Linked DNA regions of Sus scrofa: regions 1 and 2 are each linked to region 3. Evidence: chromatin contacts called from public Hi-C data. All regions are on one chromosome and are shown on one strand. Each heading gives the region's core, a stretch centred on a gene start, on an enhancer-like site or on the middle of the called end of the contact. The rest is flanking DNA. Distances are from core to core; before and after follow the strand shown.

The links. Hi-C and Micro-C count contacts between places; a contact is called where the count stands out from the background.
Region 1: a contact with region 3 is called in a Hi-C map of heart right ventricle, with 5 times the contacts expected there. The contact joins the promoter of ARL4A here to the promoter of TMEM106B in region 3. A contact is called at or near these places in 1 of 47 Hi-C or Micro-C datasets (heart right ventricle) and 1 of 2 datasets of contacts at active chromatin or transcription factors (alveolar macrophages).
Region 2: a contact with region 3 is called in a Hi-C map of skeletal muscle, with 5 times the contacts expected there. The contact joins the promoter of THSD7A here to the promoter of TMEM106B in region 3. A contact is called at or near these places in 2 of 47 Hi-C or Micro-C datasets (heart right ventricle and skeletal muscle).

The regions. Positions count from the first base shown.
Region 1 is chr9:82,225,399-82,228,098 of Sscrofa11.1, reverse strand. It overlaps ARL4A (ADP ribosylation factor like GTPase 4A), which reads right to left and starts at 1,402. Exons shown (of 1, transcript NM_001031791.1): 1 at 800-1,402. The coding sequence starts at 1,402. The coding sequence ends at 800.
Region 2 is chr9:81,516,949-81,519,648 of Sscrofa11.1, reverse strand. It overlaps THSD7A (thrombospondin type-1 domain-containing protein 7A), which reads left to right and starts at 1,449. Exons shown (of 26, transcript XM_021102433.1): 1 at 1,449-1,935. The coding sequence starts at 1,773.
Region 3 is chr9:81,836,379-81,839,078 of Sscrofa11.1, reverse strand. It overlaps TMEM106B (transmembrane protein 106B), which reads right to left and starts at 1,425. Exons shown (of 8, transcript XM_003130176.4): 1 at 1,208-1,425.

The sequences.
Region 1 (2,700 bases), core at 153-2,652, 390 kb before region 3:
TTCAACTGAAAGTGCTTCTGATAACACACTACTTCTCTAAGAGCCCTAAATCCCAAAAAAGGTGTTTTAAACCTGACCGTGTAAAAAGATGCATAGCTATTTTCTAAAATATAAAAGACTACACGTCAAAACATGCTGTGTCGGAAAAGCTAATCCATGCACTTGAATACGCCCCAAATACCATTTTTATTCTTTTAAGTTAGACTTACTTAAATACTGTCTAGAATCAAGATATAGTATTACAGTATTTGATTCCCCAAAATGTCAAAACTCATTTGGCCAAAACTTAAAAACCAAACACTTCCTCTTTTTCCCTTACTGGTTGGACCAATGTGATCAATATAACTGTGTGTGTATATATATATTAATCTACCATAACATTTTCATTCATTAGCATTTTATCTTAACATACCAAGCCTAGCATGCAATTTCCTTGCAAAGGCTTCCCCCCATAAGACATAAGCACAAAACACTAGGCAGACACTCTCCAAAGTTTTATTTCACTAACTTCAGGTCAAATTTCCACAACTGTTTTCTGGTCAATTTCCTATCCTTGCTTGGCTTCCCAAAATGGTAGTACCAAAAGACTTGTGGGGTAGGGAGAAGAGACCATTTGAAGAAGCACTGCATTTACTCATCTTCCACAAGGCAGTAGATTTGGACATCTGATTGTTCAACAAAACAAAGCTTTAACAGCATCCAGGAGGGCAGGCAGGCAAACCAGGCTGTAGACACTCTTCCATTTGTCAAAATCAGAAGGAGAAAACCTACTCCACACAAATAGAAAAGGTATCGTGGTTCATCTCTTCTTTTTCTGTTGCCGCAACATTTTTCTTCTTTTAATTATCATATCGTGTAGTTTCTCAAGTCCTTCCTTTAGTCCATCGCCTATGATTGCACAGGTGGGCTGCAAATGCCAGGGAGTTGAGGAGCTTAGTTCACCCATTGCTAATAATTTTTCAATTTCTGAGAGAGACAATGAGTTCCTCAGGTCTTGCTTGTTAGCTACTATAAGCACAGGGACTCCTTGATTTTCTGATATCCTAGTTATTTTATGAAGTTCAGTTTTGGCTTCTTCCATCCTTTCAACATCAACAGAGTCCACAACAAACACAATGCCATCTGTGCATCTGGTGTATGATTTCCACAGTGGCCTTAATTTCTCCTGACCACCTACATCCCAGAAGTGAAAAGTGACTGTTTTAGAATTTCCCAAAGTTACCTTAATTTTTTCAGTGTTAAATCCTTTGGTAGGTACAGTATTTACAAACTCATTGAATTGAAGCCTGTACAATACAGTTGTCTTTCCAGCACAGTCCAAACCCAGAATGACGATGTGGAAGGACTGAAAGGAAGGCAGGCTGGACAGGATAGAAGTCTGGTCTGACAGTCCATTCCCCATTTCCAGCTGCAAAGAAGTGTTCCAAATTCAAATGCTTTCTTCTTACTGCTTTGGTTCTCTTCCTAGGGGATACAGCTACCAAGCTGCTGAGGGGGGAAATGAATAAGTTACTCTTGTGAAATAATTTACTACAACTGTTTTCCTCTCTTCTTGCTAAATAAGCAACACGAGGAACTTGATAAATGAAACTTGTTGCCATAAACATACCAAATGAGATAAGAAATGTACGCAATCCGACGCAGACGACAGAAAAATCGATGCCACTGAAATTCTTTAACATTCACTGAAATTGCAGTAATACGTAGTTTTCTCTACTCCCCCCGGGGTCCTTAGACCTCAAAGATCTCATTCCGGAGACAACCTAGTCACCAGCATGCGGGACAAGTCGCAGTAGCCATAGAAGTGGTTTTTTTGGAAGAAAATTTGCATCACGTAATCGATTGATCTTTAGTATCTAATTCCATATGCCTAACAACATACCCACGGTCACAGTTAACCCAAGCCGCTCCCAACCCCCTACGTAAAACACAATGTTCTCACCTCCCAAATTGGAGTCGGGGTCCAAACGAGAAAGCATTGGTAGGCTTTGCTACGCTGGGGCAGAGAAGGACCCCACGTCCGCCCAGCTTAGCGCTCTCCGCAGCTCTGGCGGTTGTCGCACTAGAAACCCTGGATTCAGGCTCCAACCACGCCCACGCCTCACGGCCCACCCCTGAGCCCAAGCCCCATTGGTCACTTGCGTCAGCGCGTCCCTACCACGCCCGCCCCCGCTCCCTAATTGGTACGAGTCACTGCCGCTCCTAGAGCGGTGGAGCCAGGCTCTCTCTCGGTCCACAAGCACCACCTGTTGCCCTCAAGTTAGAAAACAGTACGCCTACGGAGGGAGCCGAGCGGCCCCTGCAGGGGAGGGGGAGCCTCGGCCGGTCGGGTCCCCGCCATCCCTCTCGCTCCGCCCGTCCCGGCGCACCTGCGGCGCTGCCCTTGGACGCAGGTCCACGATTCTCACATCCGGGGCCCGCGGTCACCGCCGGCGCGTTAACCCTTTGTCCGCTGGCCGGAGGCCGCCCCCTGCGGACCCGCCGGCCCCTGGGCATGAAGGATCGGGCTTGCGACACTCGCCAGAGCAGGTCCGCTCCTCCCCAGCACTACCCGTTCACCTCGCCCCTCAGCAGCCGGCAGGCTCGGCTCCCTCGGCAGGGCGTGGCCACACAGCTGCCTGCCCTGCAGCGGCTCACCTGACTAACCGTCCTTCCCTCGTCCGACAGCCACGTAGGATCGCGTAGATGCCAGCAGGAGGG
Region 2 (2,700 bases), core at 200-2,699, 320 kb after region 3:
AGCTTATCTCTCCTAATCACAGCCTCACAGAGCTAGGGCTCTCTGAGCTTTTAATTCCCTCTTAGAGGCCTAACAGAGTGGAAAGTAAACAAAGACCAAATTTGCAACCTTCAACATTGCTAATTTCATCTGATGTCAGAATACTTAAATAGGCAGGACCTGGGAATTATTTGATCAAACTTGCTTTTAATCTAATGCATGTGCAAGGGCTGTATCTGGAGTAATCTGCAAAATGACAGGCATCCCAGGAGAGCTTTATGGAAGGTTTCCTCTTTCAGAAACAGTAGCTTCCTCATTTTAAACTATTGGGTTGGCTGTGTTGATGGAGTAAATTCATAAAGAGTAGTTTTCCTGCTTTTTAAATTTCATCTGGCCAAATGTTGCTGACCGGATGTGAATAGTTTTCTTTGGCTTTCTTTTTGGCCAGTTTTTAATTGGCTAAATGCCTGGATATTATTTTAGCTTTACTAGGAAATGAATTAATAAAAGGTTATTGAGGAGAAGAGAGAAAGAGAAAGGGCAGAGCATTATCTGACTTCACACACATTCCTTTCTTACTACTGGTTTAGGAAAGTGAAAACACAAAGAACAAAAGACCCAAAGTCATTAGATTATATAGATTATAAAGGCATTTTTTCTACAGTAAGAATGAAGAGAAATTAGTGTCAAGGATTTTTAAGTGAACAGTTTACTAATTTGGACATATCCAAATAAGGGAAACTCAATTTGTTCTTTAGTTTTACTCAGAACTGTGTGGATCCTTAAAGGTAGCATGCTTTTGACAGAGAATAAATAAAGGGATAGCACTTTCATTAACTTCATATCTGAAATATAACTTTATGATTAGTTTTTGTAAAATGTCATCTATGCAATTAGATAGCATATGAATACTTATGCTAATTCAGTTTTAAAGGCTATTAAAAGAAAATGTACTTTGATTTGTCACAGTATATCAATACTGCTTATATTTTTATTGAGGATAGATTATTTTAAGTTGAAAAGATTTATAAAGTGTTTAAGTGTGTTTTGACAGTAAATATCTCTATATCCCTGTTTTTCACATCTCATAAATACTGCTCCCCACATAACGTAATTCAGAAGGCACGCTTAAAAATTACAAACAGTGATGCTTTGTGTAAATAAATATGCACTAAGAAGAACATACTACTAGATCTAGCATTTGACTTCTTGGGTGACGATTAATTTCACTGCCTGTTATTTGTCATGCCGAAGCCTGTCGGGCAATGATTCTTTTTATTGGTGTATATCCTCCCAAACATATTTCATCGCACCATGTGCACGGGAGTTCTTGGGCGGGTGTATTGGATCTGGGTGCCCCCTCTTCTGTTCGCTCCCTTCCTTTCTTGCCCTGGCGCTCTCGCCTCCCCCAGCATCCAGCCCCCTCGCCCGGCTCACACCCCTTCCTGTCCCTCCAGCTGGCGGTGGCGCTGCTTCTCGGACCTCGTGGACCTGCTCAGTCAGCTGGGGCCCCCTGCGGACAGCTGCCTCCCTCGCCACTAGGACCTGCCACTCTGCGCGGAATGGCAGCGGCAGCAGCATCCCCGCCAGCGGCGGTGGCGGCAGCAGCCACGGCTACCGCAGACGCTATTGTTCCCTGGTGTTAAACGCTCTTTCCCTCCTTTTCATCTGACTCGAACAATAGCCGGGAAGAGGTTTGGGTTCTGTAGTCCTTCGGAAGACCTTCGGAGAGTGAAAGAAAATTCCCTGCCAACAGCATCCCGGACCTGGACACTGGAGCGGTTGCGGACGGCATGGGGCTGCAAGCTAGGCGCTCGGCGTCACAGAGCCTGGGCGCTGCGGGCCCGCGCCCGGCAGTCCTGCCGCTGCTGCTACCGCTGCTGCTGCTGGTGTGCCCGGGCACCCGCGGGGCGCCGGGCGAGGCGGAGACACCCACCCTCTATCTGTGGAAGACTGGTAAGTGGGACGGAGTTCCCCCTGCTTCCCTTCTTCACATCTGGGTCCACATTACCTAACTGCTAAGCTTCAGGAGGGACCCCTGTGCTTCTTGATGGCCCGGGTATGCTGAGATCCTAAGGTAAAAAGTATGATTCTTAGGAAGCAAATTAGGTCATGTCCGATGCTATTAGGAAAGAAAAACCTAACAACTAAAAGGCATTAGTGAATCACTAGAATGGTATTTTTCTCACAGCTCCATAGTTAATGAGGGCAAACCAACCTGCACTTTCATAATTAAGTGCCATATTTTTAACCTCTACATTCTCATTCTAGCAAAGAACAAGCAAACATTTTAGCTCTGGTCTTTATTCTGTGTTAAGACAAACAATTTAGTCAGTGCCATGGTATATATGGATATAGAGTTAAATTTGTTAAGTGTAGCTTATGTGGGACACGTGGAAACAAGCCAAGTGAGGGCAGTTCTAACAGTTAAAAGCAAGTGGGACTCCAGCGAGCTGGCTGAGACCTTGTAAAGCTTAATTCTTAACGAGTGAATTGCCGGATTTTTAAAGTGTGTAATTCTTAGGATGTTTAGGTTTCAACTTTTCCTGCCTTGAAAAATTTTTGCTTTGTTTTCAACCAGGCAACGAAAGCAGCAACTAATTGTCCCTCAGAACCTCCTAGCAAAGTGCTGACTAGAGGTCCTGGTGGGGCAGTGAAGGGCAGGAAAACAATACCAAATGAAGAATTACCACCCCCTCTCCAGCCGCTCCTTTCTCCTCT
Region 3 (2,700 bases), core at 176-2,675:
AACAAAACAAAAAACCCCATCCGTGTGCTGGAGTTACTCAAACATTGTGTCAATAGCAAGATAAAAAACTAAACAAAATTTCAGAATGATGAATAAAGATGCCTATTTTCACCATTAAAAAAATCTATGTACACTGATTATTATGTTCAAAAACATAAACGATTTATAACTTCTAAAAATGCACTATTTTCTCTTGATTTGGCTCAAAGAAATGAAATCCAGGCCAAACCAATACTTGCCAATCACAGGTGGCTCACGGGCAAATTAACATCACCGTCTCCACACACTTTGACCTTGGAGCCTGTATGGAATATTAGATGAGTTGGGATCGGGCCTTAGCAGCCAGGGCCTCAGAGGCACCCTTTCTGGGATCTCAGTTAACACAACAGAGGTATAAGGTGCCTCCCACTGGAATGTCTTAAGGGGAAAAGACACAGAAGGCAAAACCAAGTGGCTCTCAGTCTGGGCCTCTTTTCCACTCTTATGTAACAGTTGCCTTGATAGAGTCAGCCTCTGACTGGTGTTTGCATCATCAAGGCTAAAGGACAAGTTGCAGACTGTGAGGTACTGGGGCATCCTTGTCCTCTCCACCGGATTTTCCTCAGAGCACTTCAACCACTTTTATTTCTGGAGATTCCTTTAGTTTATAAAGAGGTGCTGGGACCGTTCCTCTTCCCTGTGTTCGATGTTTTTATCAAAATCCTTTAATTTACTCAAAATCAACACGGATCTCAGACTCCTTACGGAGAGGGGAAAAAAACCTGTATAGGACTCCATCCAATTTAAATGGGTCATGATCTGAGCGAGAGAAGTCGGCGCCTTTTAAAAACTACATAAACAAAACTCAGGACGCAGCCTGCCTACTCTAGGAAAGGTTAAAGTTGAAACACCGGCAGCGAGTAAAGAAAACTCAAGGAGAGAAAACCCGGGGCCACCTGGGCGCTCAACGTACGGAGACCCGGAAACTACCCTGTGTGCCAGGCTTGGGCCGAAGCCTGGAGCCCCTTGGCAGGAGGCTGGGCCCGGGTGAGAGAAGGTGACACACCTCCACTGCCCAGCCCAAAGCGCCTCCCTGGTCGCCGGGCGGGCCCAGCTCCCTGGCAGCCTCCCCTCCTCCATCTCCTCGTAGGGCTCGGCTCTTCCCAGGGCGCCCGCTCGGCCCTGTTCCAGAAGGGGACTTGGGGGCTGCGCGTCCTGGGTCGCTCACCGGCACGCGGAGTGCTGCGCAGTCCCGAGCTGCTCCGGCGCGGACAGGCCCGAGGAAAGGGTCACGAAGTCCGCAGTCCCGGGTGCTGGGGCTGGAGTCAGCGGCCTGCAGCGCTGGGCCGCCGCAGGGTAGGGGTGGGGGAGGGGCGGCACAACAACAGCTTAAGCCGAGGCCCAGCGCTGCTGCGACCTGCTCCCGCGCCTGCGCAGAGCGCTCCCGGAGCAGGGGGGTGTAGCCCGGAAGCGTGCGTCACGTTTGCGTCCATTCTCCGCCTTTCTACAGCGCTGAAGGCCTGGTGCTGTGCTCGATCGGTCTACCTGTTTCGTTACCTTGGTCTCCTAAGACTTAGAGGTAAAATTTGGCCGCTCGAGCTCTGAAGATTTAAAAATGGTGGTACCCCCTCCGTTTTCTGTGACTCTGTCAGGCTGTTTCCCTTTGCGAAGGGGAAAGACGTGTACTGTTTGCCTCAAACCTGTTTGCCTCTTCAAGTGACCCCTGACACTAGAGACGCTAGGAGTGAGATAAACTGGTCGATAGCCATGTCTGGCAGCCAAAAAGTCACATCTGTTTTAATTTAGAATCTCGTGATTATTAGAAGAAAACAGTGAGTGGGCGGGAACCGGCTTTGGTTTTGTTCTGGTTGTTTTTGTTTTTGCGCAAGGTGCGCCCTCCCCCGCCCCCTAAGTGCTTAATTACAAGGGTGTGAGTCTGCTCAAATACTGTGTTTCAGCTCATCTCTGTGACTTGGGTCTACTCTCCTTAACACCTCAAAGCGTTAAGAAAATGAGAATAACAATACAGAGTTGTTTTGAGGGTTAAATGAGATAATGGAAATGACTGTCAAGCTCAGGCTACTCATTGCCTGCACTGTTTAATGTTTAGTGAATGAAAGTCATTGTTATAATCAGGGTAACAGCATGTATATATAGTAACCCAGGAAGAAAGTCATAGTAATTTATTTCTATGTTCTGACAGGATAGATTTGTTTGACCAAGAGAATATGAAGATATGTAAAAAAAAGTAAGAAATCAAAGCAATATGAATCCCCCCCCCCGCGCCCCCCCGCCCAGCAGCATGTGGAAGTTCCCAGGCCAGGCCAGGGATGGAAAAATAACAAATATATAATTTTAATACCAAAATTATATATATATGTGTAAGATAATGAGCTTTCTCACACTATATTGGTGAAGATATAAGCTCATAAAATTACTAGCAAGCAGTTAGGCATTATGTAGCAAGAGTATTAAAAATTTAAATTTTCACATCCTGCATTCACATCCTTTGGAATTTATCCTGACCCTAATGAGAACTAATATGATTTTTGTACAAAATGTTTTCATTTAAATATCCAACAATGCCATGTTGATTAAATCATTCTCCACCCTTTTTAGCCCTTGTCTTCCTGTGGGCCATTGAGTAAATCATTTATCCCATCAAATTTTCTCCTAAAAGTGGGTAGAGGAATGGTTATTTTCCACTAACATTTTTTGAAA